Linked DNA regions of Sus scrofa: regions 2, 3, 4 and 5 are each linked to region 1. A link is a contact called in public Hi-C and HiChIP or PLAC-seq data. All regions are on one chromosome and are shown on one strand. The core of a region is the stretch at or near the end of the contact, and the rest is flanking DNA. Distances in the headings are between cores, read along the strand shown. Region 1 overlaps FOXN3 (forkhead box N3). Region 2 holds the start of EFCAB11 (EF-hand calcium-binding domain-containing protein 11). Region 3 overlaps EFCAB11 (EF-hand calcium-binding domain-containing protein 11). Region 4 has its middle 220 kb from the start of TTC8. Region 5 has its middle 250 kb from the start of TTC8.

Region 1 (2,710 bases), core at 61-2,560:
ATGAGACGTTTCCCCTTTTATTCTGTTAAGATGGTGAGTGTTCATGAAAATCTCAACCCAAACACAGCCATTGGAAGCAGAGTCTGTCTTCTAAGGTTTTCAAGCAACCCGTTTCCACTAGAACCTAAGGAAATTTGGAAGCAAATTGCAAACCTCTCCAAGGGTGGAAAATGCACTTTTGTTTCGCCTTTGTGCAGGGCTGTCACTCACCCAACATGTGCATATGAATATTCTTTCCGAAGACCTGGGCTTCATTTTAAGGTCAGCCTTCAATTTTGAGAGAATATAATTTGTTGCTATTTTTAGAGCATCATGATTGCTCGTAATAACTAATGGAAAAAACTCAACAGAGAAATAAATGTGTAACAGCTGTGTCTGCTTAAACTTGATTAAAGGCAGTAAAAAAAAGTAAACAGAAGAATGAATGTGACAATAGACGGAGGGAGAGGCCAGTATCCCACATTGTGAAAAGTTTTACAGACATAACTCCCTCTCCTTTGGAGGCCGGCAGAGTCTGTGTTGAAAGTTTACTTTACTGTTTGTCTTGAGTGGGATCCGTGTTGTAGTGAATAATTTATAGGCAGCATGAATGAGCTCATTAGTCACCTTTTCAGACTTTAAATGAGTTTTGTGGTTGTCATTACTCGAGCCTTATGTTCAGCCGCCGAGCAAAATGACAGTTTGGCAGTTGGCTGCCTTGTTGTGGGGCGGCCTGCTTCCCCCCTTCAGGTCTGCGTCGCTTCGGGGTCTCATTGAAACCTTCCCCTTCTATCCCTGGGCCAGCCCAGGGACTCTCACGTTTCAGATGCCTTTTGCACCCCAAGTTTAAATGAGTTTTTTGGGGCATTAAAAAAAAAAAAAAAAAGAAAGAAATCCTTCTGTTGCTTCTGCCAGACAGAGGGAAGGGGATGGAGTGAGCTTCCCCCCACCCCCCAGCAGCTGCTGTGCATTAGGCCTTTTGTGCTTGGTTTGATACTCAAGTTCTTCAATAGCGGTAAAGCTAAGGAGTCCCTGTTGAGTGGCCCAGCCAGGCTTTCACATGGTGGCGGGCGTTTCAGGCAAGGGGATGTCACTGGAGTTTGGAAGGAGAAGGCTGTGCTGGAGTAGGTTTTCATTGTCACAGTCCCGAACACCCATGGGGTGTGGGTGTGTGTGGATGCAGAAAAGTATTCCAGCCAATCTGCCTGGCCGGAGTCCCGAGGCCAAAGGGAACCACGTTTTTCCTCCAGAGAGGTCAAGATGGTGTTTCCGGAGCCCAGCCAACTGGAGGGTCCACGTCATTGGGAAGGGCCATTGCTTCTTCCCCATCTCCACGTCTTCCCAGCCCAGATCGTTCAGAGACAGCAAATGGTTGCAGCTGCCTCCTCACCGAGCCCTTGGAGGCTTGCCTGGGAGGCTGGTATGTGGGGAAGATGAGCCTGGCCATGCCGGTAGCAGGTGGGATTTCTTTGGAACGGATGTCACGTCCCTTTGAACCTGGCCCGGGCAGCCTCCCGAGAGCACTGACGTCCACTCTCTGGGACTGGTCTCCATCCGGAAGTCAGGACTCTGTGGCATGTCCACCTTGGCCCTCGGGTAGCCTCTGCTGGCACTCCCGGTGCATGGACGCTTGCCCGGGGAGTCTCAGCCAACTGCCTGGACCACCCCGTGCTGAGGTCTCTCTGACATTAGCGATGAGCAACAGGCACTCATGGCTGCTGTCACCAACGTGGGCAGCACCCCCTTCTGGGATCCATATTGTTAGACAGCTGGCCCAGCACCGTGTGAGGCGTGGAAGAGAGATGCTTGATATTCCTCTCCAGAAGAAATGCCAACTTAAAAAGGACGCCTGGTTGTTTAGGGGCCAAATCTTTGGAGCCAGTCAGAGTCCCATGTCTTTGAGTACAGAGATGTGAGGTGCCGTTAGGGGCACCCACAGAAAGACAGCCATCCATTTGGCCACTTCCTGCCCAGCCCCCACCCCTTAAGAGGTGGAACCACTCACATGCACTCATGGCTCCTGGTTTATGGGCGCATTTTGCTTGCCTCTGAATCACAGGGTTAAAGGCACAAGCGATGCTATTTTGGGAAGGAGGAGGGGTTTCAAAACAGACCGTGCTGGTGAACTGCACTACCCCAGTAAAAGAGAGTTCACGTTTGGCTGTCATAGTACATGGATTACGTTGCTCATCTTCATAACTGAATTTTGTACAGCAGGGAAGTGTGTTGGTAATAGTTTTATTCAATGTAATGTTTACCAGAGAGTTCACCAAAGTTGGAGCTTTTATTTGGTTTTGAAAAGACCATCTGAAAGAGAAGAATTGACTGTTTTCTTTCACATCTCTCTGAAGAAAGTAAGAAGAGAGAAGTTATTTCTTGGCACCGTGAAGACTCTGGCAGACATAGTCCCTGAAACCCATGAGACTGTGGGACTTGGTGTACTTGCTGAAGGGAGGAAAAGAGTAAATGCGCTTGAAAACTTCAGAGGACGAAAAAGTTGATGATGCTACTTTTCTTTCCCAAATCTGGTTACTAGTTTGAGAGAAGGATAAAAAAAGAGCATTTTTTTTTTTTTTCTGTTAAAGTGATTGATGTTTTTGGTTACCACTAATTCCACATGCTATAAGCAGAAGTATAAGACAGGGTCTTTGCCTCTCAAGGCATTTACAGTTTGTTTGACACTCAGTAGCTAGCTGATTTATTTTTTTATTACAAGGGTATATCATACCAT
Region 2 (2,710 bases), core at 96-2,595, 480 kb before region 1:
CCGCAGCCACCCGGGACCCACCAGAGGCCGCGGAACCCACAGCCTCCATACACGCACCTGAAGCCCCCAGAGCGCGCAGCCGCCTGAGCCCCCGCCCCTTTGCAGCCGCTCGCGCCTGCGCGCAGTTCGAACCCTCCGGGCCGCGGCGCGGGTCTCGTGGCCCTGCCCCTTCCCCTTCCGGGCCGTCCACCACCGGGTCCTAAAGCCCGCTGGATCCCGAGAGGTTGCAGGGGGCTTCCTCAGGAAGGGGCGGAGAGACCTGCCCTCCCCTAGGTCTCCTCTTACTTCCCGGCCACGTCTCCTAAAAGGGGGAGACAGAGAAAGAAGTGTTTCCCCCAGTTCTTCGTTGGTTAATTAGCAAAACTCATCCCCTCTGCAGGAATTCTCGTAGCCTCAGGTTGCCGGATCTCGAGGCAGAGAGGTTTATTTTAAAGGCAGCGAGAGGCTCTCAAGGTTCAAGGAAGGGAATGGCTGAGACCGGTGTCCTGGGAGGAGCGGGCTCTCCTGGGGCGCAGACTGTAAAACCTGCTGTAAAATAAAAGGTTAAATGAGCTCCCTCAGGCTCAACCTCGAATGCCTGTTTTTTCGCAGACACAGGCGTGTCTGCTTCTGTGTGTGTGTGTGTGTGTGTGTGTGTGTGTGTGTTTGAGTGTGAGTGTTGTGGGGGGGTTGTTTTTTTAATCTGATTAAACCGATTTACCAGGAGAGGGGGCTGAAGTAACTCCTTTGCAAAATGGAACCCTCGCCAAATTCCTTGCCTTTGATAAGGATATTAGCTCTGGCATTTGAGCTCAATGGTGTTTTTTATTAATTATTCTCGGAGTTTTCTTCAAACCAGGCGCCTCTCCTAGAGGACTGAATTGAATAACTTTGGTTCGTTTACTGAATGTCTGCTTTGTGCCAGGCACTATGCTCCAGCGCTAGGGTCATCCAGAAGAACAGAACAGACAAACTAGCTACCCCGAAGGGCTCGACCCCAATGACTTGCTGATCTGCACGTGAATCTTGGACTTGACTTGTTTGGATTGGCTCCTTTTACCTTCTTTTTGTGTCTCCTATAATGTTTAGCATAGCGTCATTGAGAAAAATTATCGAAAGTAATTTACTGCAAGGTATGGAGGCAGAAGATGAAAATAATCATGCAGGATACGCTGAAACACTACCTAGCTGAGCTGGGTCCCCAGTCGCGCGCCAAGAGTTAAGGGGACAAGAGGGGCGGAGCCAAGGCTAGAAGCCGGCCTGGAGCCTCTCCGCCATAGGCTGTTCCAAGGAAACGTTATTAAACAAAACCTCTGGCCAATAGAACTGCGGGATCAACGCCGGTGGCTCGCAAGATGTCCAATAGGAGAAGAGGTTGGAGGTGCCCTGAAAAGTTCAGCTTCCTGAACTGCGGTGGGCTTGGCAAGCGATCTCCGATAAAGAGGGCTCTGGCCTCGGAGGTCGTGGATTCACCTCTCTGGACTTGAGTGTGGCAGTCGCGATGTTTTTATCCCAGGCTGGGGCCCAGCCGCGGATGTGGGAAGCCAGCCCTTCGGAACACAAGAAATGGGTGGAAGTAGGTGTCCAGAGGGCTGAGTCTCGGACTTTAACTGGACCTGGGGCTCTCACTTCCATCACCCCGCCTGGCCCTATCTCGGCCGGGTTGCACAGATAAGGACTGTGTCTTGGTTAATGGCTGAGCCTAGGGCTGCAAGCCTTCTGGATCCCGGTCCAGTGTTCTAGCTACTTCCAAGTTCCTTGTTTTCCTTGTGACATCGTCTATTTGTGATAAACCTGTAATCTGCATCTCTCCTCCCGCCTTTCAAAGCCAGTCGCTTGGCCTCACCTTCCTTAATCCAGGATTTACTTCGGGTTAGAATTTATGCCAGGGGTTTAAAGGAATTAATCTAGCGATTAAGTCGTTTGCACTTTTTGGCGGGTAAATTTTAGCGCATCCTTAAGATTTCTTGAGAATTAAAATTAGGTAATGAAATTCCATTTCTGAGCCCTACTCCTCGGCTGAGTTTTAGATTTGGGAGGTCTAACTTAATATGTAAGTAATAAAAATAATAGAAGAAATAGTTTCTGCCTTATTAACTAAAGATATTTAATGTTCTTTAGGTATTTAAAGCATGCGATGAAGATAACAAAGGCTATCTAAGCAGAGAGGACTTTAAAGTTGCTATTGTAATGCTGTTTGGTTACAAGCCCTCCAAGGTAGAGCTTTCTTTTGTATTTGGGGCTGGGGCAGACAATGCAGTAGTGGGTGGATTCTAAATAATGTGCGGAGGGCCAGCTTGGGATGTTTATAAAGCAAACTGCTGCCTTCTGAATAATTTCAGAGATGTATCCAGTGCTATATTTTTCTTTCTTCTTAGGAACCCAACTCAGGGATGAATTAGAATCCATTAAGACTAAGTCACCACCAAGCTGCTAATTATAATAAGTATGAGATTCTTCTGGTGGTTTTAAGAGGGAAGCATGGGAGGGGGATGTTGGTAACAGGAGAAATTCTCAAAGGACGTGACATGCAGGGTTTTTGTTTTTTGTTTTCTTAAGTTAAAAAAATGCTCCGTTTAAATTATAAAAACAATGCATTTAATAGTCAAAAAATTAAAACAGTCCAGAAAAGTATAAAAGCCCCTTCCTACCTACCAAAGGGTCGCACTCCACAGGAGTTAGCTTTATTGAATTTGTGTATCATTCCCAAGTGTCGCATGCATGACAAGCA
Region 3 (2,710 bases), core at 121-2,620, 440 kb before region 1:
TTTCTTTTCCTTTCTTGCGCGTTGTCTACTAGAGAAGTTTCTTTTAGTGACCCAATTTGTTAGAGTGTGGTGCCATTCATTCTGCTGGTTACCAGTTCGGCATGACAAGTGGCCGGATATCCTTTTCATAGACACCTTCTATCCACAGATCGGTTGTTTGGGGGAAAAAAAATTGGACCTAGTTCTTCAGGAATACTTATTTCCACAAGCTGATGTACAGAAATCAGATGAGCCCCTATGGTTCAGTTGTGCTGTCTCTACACTGGCATCCATTGCTAGATGGGTCTCAGTTAAATAGGAGGGAAAGCGCAATGGCAGTACATATTCACATGTTCATATATCAGCATCCATCTCTGAGTCAGGAATCTTGATGAAAAAAAGATAAAAATTTATTTATTTATTTATTTTCTTTTTAGGGCCACACTCATGGCATATGGAAGTTCCCAGGCTAGGGGTCCAATCAGAGCTACAGCTGCCAGCCTACATCACAGCCACAGCAGTGCTGGATCAGAGCTGCATCTGTGACCTATACCACAGCTCACGGCAATGCTGGATCCTTAACCCACTGAGCAGGGCCAGGGATCAAACCCTCGTCCTCATGGATACTAATTTGGTTTGTTACCATTAAGCCACAACAAAAACTCCTCAAAAATTTTTAAATGTGAAATTGCCTCCTCAATCATTTTTAGTTCCAATTAAATTAATGTCTTTTGTGGACACTGTAGGCAAGCATAGTATTCAATACCACTTAGTTGCTATCTCTCTCTTACTTTCTAATTTTCATTTAGTTCTTAGTCTTTGCTTTTTAGTGTGAGCTTATGGTAGAATAAATCAAATTAGCTTTAGTGGGTAGATTTAGTTTTCTCTAATAACTTACTAAGCAAAACATACCTTCTTCTTAAGTGAAAAAGCCAAAGTGGATTATTTTTTATTTGACTGACAAGGAAAGGCATTTCTAATTTTATTTAGTGATTGAAATAAATTGCTTTACCATAAATTAAACGTGAAATATCTATATGATCTTCTTTTAATGAACAAAGCCCACTGAGAGCCAAGCACATTTGTAGTTGGTCTCTTTAGCCAGTTGGTGGTGCTAAAAATTCTGATAAGAAATTAACTGAAAGGAGAGGAAGTTAGCCCAGAGCCTTTCTTAATAAATGTTGTCTTATTAGTTTTTGAAAAATTAGTACCAAAAACGTATGCCCAAATTATTGCACCTTCTAAATTTAGGAACTAAACCGAGTATCTCTGATGGACGGCAGAGTACATTTCTAGTAAACTTCTGTACATATGTCATTGGCTCCCATAGGATTTGCCTGTCGGAGATGGCATAGTTGTGTAACTCCCGGCTCCATTCTGGAACTCGCCCGTAGCCTGCTGGCTGGGGAACAGAAGTGAGGCCAATACTGTGTGCTAGTGCCGTATTCCTGGGTCTATTTAGGTGTGGAATTTAGAGCTAAGAAGTACTATTTTGTATTATTACTACTTTTTTTTTTTTTAACTATTAATGTGCTTTTTGTGGACTAGGTTTGTTTAAGCCTTTGTTTTTTAGTGCCTAACAAGTCCCGTAGAGCGATAGTCTGTTGCCTGAATGTGTCCTGGAGATGCGGCCAGAAAAACAGAGGACTTGGAGTTAAGACGTCAAAGGTCTGGATCCATCAGTCAGATCTAACCAAAGATGTTACTTGTACTAGTCTTAAAAAAAAAAAAAGGCCTTACTTAGTTATACTTTTAAATTTTACACTGGCTAAAGCACCTAAGTAATAGCATTTTATGATTTTATTATCCCATTGAAGTTTTCTTCTGACTTGTTTCAATCTTCCAAACATAGAATATGCTATGGAAAGCTATCAGAGTTTTAAAAAGTAAAAAAAAGTAAAAAAGAAACAAAGTCGAAAAAATGTTTTTAACAGATAATCCTAGAACTGACTTTTATGATATTATAAAGACTATTTAAATTTAAATAATCTTCCTTTCACCTAGATAAAGACTGCCTGTCAATTCAGGAAGTCAGGAAATTTAAAACCCTAGAGCAGGTTTGAATTTCCCTACATATTTCATAACCGCCCCTTGGTCACTTACATCTATTTTTTTTGGCTACACTCATGGCACATGGAAATTTCCGGGCCAGGGATCGAATCTGCGCCACGGCAGTGATCTGAGCCACACGTCACCAGATGGCAACACTGGATCCTTAACTGTTAGGCCACCAGGGAACTCCCTGTATCAGTTCTTTAGAGCTCAGTTTTCCCAGCTTGTAAAATGGGAATAGTAATCACTTTTCCCCAGAGTTGGTGAAAGATGAGATCCCGAGGGTTTGTTAGGTGGTGTTTTCCCGACACTTCCCTCCTTTGAGGCAGAGACGGTGACTCAGTTGTTTTTGAGCCCCACACGATACCCCTGGACTTAGCCAGGGCTTTAGGGCAGGAAGTCCTCTTTGTGTCCGGTAATGCCTCGTGCTCCACTAATGAAGAGATATTTCTAGGTTGTAACATTTCACAAGGATTTTGCAGACTCAGACTCGTAAAAGAGCTACTCAGATAGATCTGGTTTTCAGCTATTTGCCTGTCTATCCTTGGGGATATTGACTTGTTGGTGTGAATCTGCCTAAACGTGTAAGACTGGAGACGCAAGTATGAGATTTCCAAAAGGTAGGATAGCAAAGGCGTTACTAAGAGTTTGTTCATCCATCCATTTGTTTGCCCCACAG
Region 4 (2,710 bases), core at 109-2,608, 340 kb after region 1:
TCTGTAAGGTAACATTCACCGGTTCCAGAGATTAGTATGGGGACATCTTCGGGATCCATTCTTCAGGTTACCATTCTTGGCATGCATTTGATTAAACCATATGTATTTGAAGTGGAAAAAAAAAAGTTGAATATTGGCAAGTCCGTAGTATTCAACCTAAAGTTTCCCAATATGCAAGAGTTACTGTTAATACTAAAAAACAAAGAGGAGATGATTTTACCATAAACTACCAGCTCTAGGCCTGTCCCTGTTGCTTTAGGAATAGTTAGACAACTTTCAGCAGAGTCCTGGCACTTTAGGGCTCTCTGTGACACAATCCTGGAAGCATAGGTAGGTCGCCCTGTCATGGAAGAGGGGTTGCTCAAAGGCGTCAGGAAGGTCTTCTTCCCACAGAGGAAGGGAAGCCCTCTGCCCAGATACCGGATCCTCTACCCCGCACAGCACAATCACTCTTTTGAGAAAAAGCAGCTCCAAAAGTCTTCTGTGTTGTAAACATGTGTGAAGCAGGAACAATGTTTGTGGCAGAGCTGAGCACTGCCCTAGTGGAACCTGCAGTCAAAGGAAAAAAGTCAGTGATACTGATGCTGTCTTCCTTTAAACTTTTATTCACCATGACTCTTTTTTTCATTAATTGGCATTAAAGATATTGCAAAAATATGATTTATTTTGATGACTGATTTGGGGGGCACCCCCCTTGAACTTTGCACCTTTGACTTCACTGTCCTGAACTTAACCCCCACTCTGGTCTGTAGGTCTCTCTTGGAAGCTATTTTCGCTAATGAGAGGATGGACACTCCTAGCAAAAGTTCAAACTTTATCTGTAGAGGAAAAACACATGGCAATTGGGATTTACTGAGACGGCAGGAAAGGCGGGCCATCTCGCAACCTCGAAACCGCCCATGGTTCAAGTGACTCTCTTTGCTACCAATTGCCTTCTCCAAGTGAGAAAGAATAAACTAATTTCATACCTATTCAGTCCAATAAAGTGCATTGTCCTACCTCTACCTCCAGTGATAAGAGACAGGAACAGTGCACTTCCCATTGCTAAGCAACAGTCAAAACAGCCCGTGGCATCTGTGCAGGCTGACCAAGCTGATAGGAATCAGTGTCTAAAGTTCTTGTTTGCATTTTGAAGTCAACAATCATTGCTGTTCTCTATTAGTGTTCATTAAGTTGGTTTATGGCTGGACCAACTCCAATCTCCACTTGGTGATTTGAATGCCTTGTCCTCCTAGGGAAAGAAATATTTGGCAATAAAAACCCTGGGCTCCTTTCCTCTGCTCATTTCCCCTGGATAGGCTGGGAAACTGTGGTCACCATCCGTTGTTCTCTGGCCCGGGAGAACAAAGCCTCTGTTGAAGGTTCTGGAAGAATGGGGTGGAGAACGGGGTGGAGAAGAAGGCTCTGCTCGGCCGCAAGCTGGCCTCCATCCACTCCACCCTGAAAGTAGGCCAGTGGAGCAGAAGTCTCTTGTGTGAAATGAGCTGGGGCTGAGAGTACTGCCCTGCTGCCCCAACGCCAGCACTAAAGTTTCGAAAGAACCTTCTGAGCCTCCTTCATGGACTGGTGCCAGAAAGGGACACTACCCGGGGACCTGATTAGCTCCTGCCTCCCTGGCCTGGGAGTGGGTCAAACAGTGGCTCCAGTGTAATGGTAGAAAGTTCCATCCAGCTTGAAAGAGCCGCCCTTGGATGCTATTTCCCAGGTGTTGACTCACCCTGGGGATGGCTGACAGGCTGCCAGCCCCACAGAGGAGCCCGCCTGCCACCTTATGTAACCTTCCCTTCGTCCCCAGCTCTCAGGAGCCAGGTCAGCTCTGAAAATAAAACCAGCAAACAACTTAGAGCAATTAACAAGGATGTCGTGCTTCTTCCTCAACTCCAATCCCAAACCCCGTTCCACTTCCAGCACTTTCCAGAGCGGAAGAGTGGCTCCTGGCCAGCATATCATGTTTTCCCTGCTCTACCGGTGAGAATTTCTCAGGGCCGAGCTGGATAACAAGCCTGTGTGCACCCCCTAGTGTACACAGGAGCCCAGCGCCACGCAAAGTCTTGTCTGGATGAGGCTGGGCCTGGCCAGTGGGACTGTAGAGGTTTGTGAGTGGGTGGGGCTGCAGGGCCTAATTCCACAAGGTCTGGGTCAGGTAAGAGGGAACCATGTTTACACACCTGATTCAGTTCATGACCCAGCAAATTGTCCTTCTTGCGTTCTCGGCCCTGTTTTCTTCTGATTCGCATCTCTTCTCTGCTGGCTAGGAAGCTTTCTGTGCCTCCCTGACTGGGGGGACGTGAGGATCTAGCGTCAAAGTCCCGTCATCTCCTTGAGAAGATGTAGCATGGCCTTGGCTTGTGGTTAATACGTGTGGAAGCCTCGTTGTTGTAAGATTAGAAAGTAATCTAGTAGTTTCTCTAAGAAACTCTGAAAGTCCAAAGTCATTTGTTTTGCCCTGATTCCCAAATAGCACACAAGCTGCGGAAGGCTGAGAAGATCCAAACAGCCCGTTCATTTTCTCATCATTCTGTTGATCTTTCTCTGAAAGATGCAGAAGAGAGTTTAGGTAAACGTGAAAAAGAATCCGTTCTCAGTATAAGCCAAGGTAGTATGGGCACGGGAATGTGATGTGGGTAGCAAGAACCATGGGAATCTGGAATTCCTGTTGTGGCTCAGTGGTGATGAACCCAACTAGTGTCCATGAGGATGAGGGTTTGAT
Region 5 (2,710 bases), core at 108-2,607, 310 kb after region 1:
CTCGGAAGAAAGCTGTCACCAACCAGAAACACCTGCCTTGGGACACTCGCTCAGTGTTATGTGAACACAAAATAAACTATAATGTCAAGGTGCTGAAAATCTGGAGACATATTTGTTACAACAGCTGTGTTATGCTGATTAATAGAACATATATTTTTAAAATGAATTCAGCATTTCCTGATTCACACATGCACACAGCCTACCTTTCCCTGGGTGGAATATTTGCTTTGTGTGAATTGACCTTTGGGCTCAATTTTCACACCCCCGCCCAACCCTCTCCCTCACCGCCCCCCTACCCTGCTCCTTCCACCTGGCAAGGCCTTTGTTGTGTGGGTCCTGCATGTCACAACTGGTTGGTGAGTTTGGTGGAACTGCTTGATTTTATACACTATTAATTTTGCTTGCCTCTCCACTTTCATGGATCCTTATGGGTACTGCTGGCATTTTCAGGATGAGGAATGTCTTACATAGACCAGAGGTGTTCTGCTGGAGCCTGAGACACATTGCCTTGAAAGAATACCATGTTTACTCACATAAATCTAAAAAGCGACATTTGTGAGGGTGGGCGCAAGACAGAGGAGCCTGATTTGGGAGCCAGTGGGGAGCCACTGTAGGTGGGCTGGTAGGGGAAGGATATGACTGAAGAGGTGTTTTAGGAGGATGCATCTGATTGTATCACAGAGAAGACATGAGAAAGAAAATAGCACAGAGGCACAGGGAGGAACCGTGTGATAACCCAGCTGTGAAATCATACTTGGGATGGCGCCAGTAGGAATGGAGACAAACAGGTGACTAGGGGAGGCCGAAGAAATGAGCACGCAACACTCAGCCACTGTTCCCAGCTCATCAGCTGCTCTAACCACATCCCAGAGGTGCCATATGCCAGTTCACTCCTATGGCTCCACCAATACCATCTAACCTGCAAAAATAACAACACAGACGTCAAAGTTATGGCACTGTCTTTTTAAAAGACTGGTCATAAGGAAAAAAGGAGTAATTGCTTCAGTAATCAGAAATGAGACAAATGAACTACCTTCCCAGATCATTTTTAGCAGCTGAGTACTCTCTGGAGGGGAAAGAACTGCACGTCTGAGTTGGAAGGGAAAATGAAGTAAACACATTTTTTTGTACTGGAAGAGGAAAATTCGCTAAAGTCTAGGGGACTAGCCTACGAGGACAGAGAAGATGTTTTCTGGAAGCACTGAAGAGTCTCGTCTGCGTATGCTTTGCTGGAGTAACAATCGGCCCGAATCCCAGCCCAGTCCCCCTCGGTGACCTCGGCTCTTCCCCGCCCCGCCCGGGTGATTCCGGGTGATCCCGGGTCTACCCGGCTGCAGACGGAGGGCTGCTTTCTGTTCCTCAGATGCGCATGCGCACCCCTCCCTTTGCCGCCCTACCCAGCTCTCGGCCAGGTCTGGAGCGCTCTTCCCACTGGCTTTCTTTTGCCATTTACGCTTCACCTTAAAAAGCCACTTGGAGAGGACCTCCCCACCACCCAATCAAAGCAGCCACGTTCCCCCCACCACCACCCCATTATCCCCTCTCCTGTCTCCTTATTGTACTTCTCAGAGCACTGATTTCTCTCTGCTGTCCCTTCTTTTATCTACTCGTTTGCTTATTGCCAGTTTTTCCTGCTAGAATGTAAGCCCCCTGAGAGAGTACCTAGCCAGTCCGATTCCCCACAGTAGCTACAGCATCTGCAACAGTCCTACTCAATGCGGATGCTATTAAATTTGTGCATCACTGACTGACCAAGTCTAGGACCAATGAGGAAAACACTGGATGAATTAGCCACCTCCCCACACCCCCAAATAAGTTCTCTCTCCTCAGAGGAGCTTATTCAATGAAAGATTTTTCTCCCTGTGGTTACATTTGATTAAGAAATATGTTTTCACAATTATGCCTGAATTTTTCCAGTCTGGATTTCATATCAGACGGCTAGACTCTAGGAAAATGGAAGGTTCTTAATCAAGGGGAAAAAAAAATCCAAACGTTTAAAATCATCTCTTGGGGAAGGATAACCTGAAATGCAAGTCATGAGTTTTATGCATGGTCTTCTCTGCTCCTATTAGTTTTTCTCTCTTTTTAAAGTTACTCTATCTTCTTGATAGCAGCTACCCCACAGTTATACATGCATTCAAAATTCAGAAAACACTGAATCAATGAGGAGGAGACAGAGTTTGCAATCTGTGGGTCTGAGAAGTCCAAAACATCCTGTTTGTCACCACCTCTGGGAAGCCTTTTCTGATTCTTCCAGGCAGAATTGCATTTTTTCTTTCCTTGCTCTCATTTCACTATTCATTTCACTCTCTAATCACCCTGGTGTCCAGCACCAATGAGACACTTAATAGGCACTTGATTAAATTATTGCATAAATGAATACAATTTAAATTATATAAGGAAAAAAAAAAAGCTGCCAGAATTGGGGCAGGTTTTAGAAATCACCTAGGCAATGTTTCTCAAAAATACAGTCATTTGCATCTTCATCATAAGTTTTGGCATACTATTAATTCTTACAGGTTTCTTTAGCCAACCTTTCTACTACTTAAGTATGTTTATATTTTATAAAAATTAGCATCATAATCATAAATGGCAAACTGGCATGACTTGGCATCAGTAAAAAGCAATCCCCTTACCTTCAAAAACCCATGAATGAGAAATATTTTCCTTAAAATCTAGCTGGAGGTTATTTGCTGAACTGTGTTCCCCT

What was found. A called contact is a pair of places that touch in the nucleus more often than the background predicts. HiChIP or PLAC-seq counts read pairs in DNA pulled down with a chosen protein or histone mark.
Region 2: an H3K27ac HiChIP or PLAC-seq map of skeletal muscle shows a contact between it and region 1, with 4 times the contacts expected there. The contact joins the promoter of EFCAB11 here to the enhancer-like site in region 1. A contact is called at or near these places in 4 of 47 Hi-C or Micro-C datasets (alveolar macrophages, fetal heart ventricle, heart right ventricle and 1 more) and 2 of 2 datasets of contacts at active chromatin or transcription factors (alveolar macrophages and skeletal muscle).
Region 3: an H3K27ac HiChIP or PLAC-seq map of skeletal muscle shows a contact between it and region 1, with 9 times the contacts expected there. The contact joins two enhancer-like sites. A contact is called at or near these places in 7 of 47 Hi-C or Micro-C datasets (embryonic fibroblasts, fetal skeletal muscle, omental adipose tissue and 2 more) and 1 of 2 datasets of contacts at active chromatin or transcription factors (skeletal muscle).
Region 4: a contact with region 1 is called in an H3K27ac HiChIP or PLAC-seq map of skeletal muscle, with 5 times the contacts expected there. The contact joins two enhancer-like sites. A contact is called at or near these places in 3 of 47 Hi-C or Micro-C datasets (embryonic fibroblasts and fetal skeletal muscle) and 1 of 2 datasets of contacts at active chromatin or transcription factors (skeletal muscle).
Region 5: a contact with region 1 is called in a Hi-C map of mesenteric adipose tissue, with 2.0 times the contacts expected there. The contact joins two enhancer-like sites. A contact is called at or near these places in 15 of 47 Hi-C or Micro-C datasets (alveolar macrophages, brain, embryonic fibroblasts and 9 more) and 2 of 2 datasets of contacts at active chromatin or transcription factors (alveolar macrophages and skeletal muscle).

Annotation. Positions count from the first base shown.
Region 1 is chr7:111,287,876-111,290,585 of Sscrofa11.1, reverse strand. All of the region lies in intron 1 of FOXN3 (forkhead box N3), which reads left to right. Among named protein-coding and RNA genes, the nearest start is that of FOXN3, 52 kb to the left of the region's middle. Within about 2 kb of position 1,310, at least 33 of the 83 cell types and tissues checked have an H3K27ac peak or open chromatin away from gene starts, as enhancers often do. A contact at or near this core is called in fetal skeletal muscle, mesenteric adipose tissue, omental adipose tissue and 2 more, where this site is marked.
Region 2 is chr7:111,764,892-111,767,601 of Sscrofa11.1, reverse strand. It overlaps EFCAB11 (EF-hand calcium-binding domain-containing protein 11), which reads left to right and starts at 1,345. Exons shown (of 8, transcript XM_021099597.1): 1 at 1,345-1,555; 2 at 2,101-2,196. The coding sequence starts at 1,481. It overlaps TDP1 (tyrosyl-DNA phosphodiesterase 1), which reads right to left and starts at 508. Exons shown (of 17, transcript XM_005666389.3): 1 at 58-508.
Region 3 is chr7:111,729,316-111,732,025 of Sscrofa11.1, reverse strand. The region is part of intron 5 of EFCAB11 (EF-hand calcium-binding domain-containing protein 11); the gene reads left to right. Among named protein-coding and RNA genes, the nearest start is that of EFCAB11, 36 kb to the left of the region's middle. Within about 2 kb of position 1,370, at least 12 of the 83 cell types and tissues checked have an H3K27ac peak or open chromatin away from gene starts, as enhancers often do. A contact at or near this core is called in fetal skeletal muscle, omental adipose tissue, skeletal muscle and 1 more, where this site is marked.
Region 4 is chr7:110,949,604-110,952,313 of Sscrofa11.1, reverse strand. No RefSeq gene overlaps it. Among named protein-coding and RNA genes, the nearest start is that of TTC8, 220 kb to the right of the region's middle. Within about 2 kb of position 1,358, at least 30 of the 83 cell types and tissues checked have an H3K27ac peak or open chromatin away from gene starts, as enhancers often do. A contact at or near this core is called in skeletal muscle, where this site is marked.
Region 5 is chr7:110,982,123-110,984,832 of Sscrofa11.1, reverse strand. No RefSeq gene overlaps it. Among named protein-coding and RNA genes, the nearest start is that of TTC8, 250 kb to the right of the region's middle. Within about 2 kb of position 1,357, at least 48 of the 83 cell types and tissues checked have an H3K27ac peak or open chromatin away from gene starts, as enhancers often do. A contact at or near this core is called in mesenteric adipose tissue, omental adipose tissue, skeletal muscle and 1 more, where this site is marked.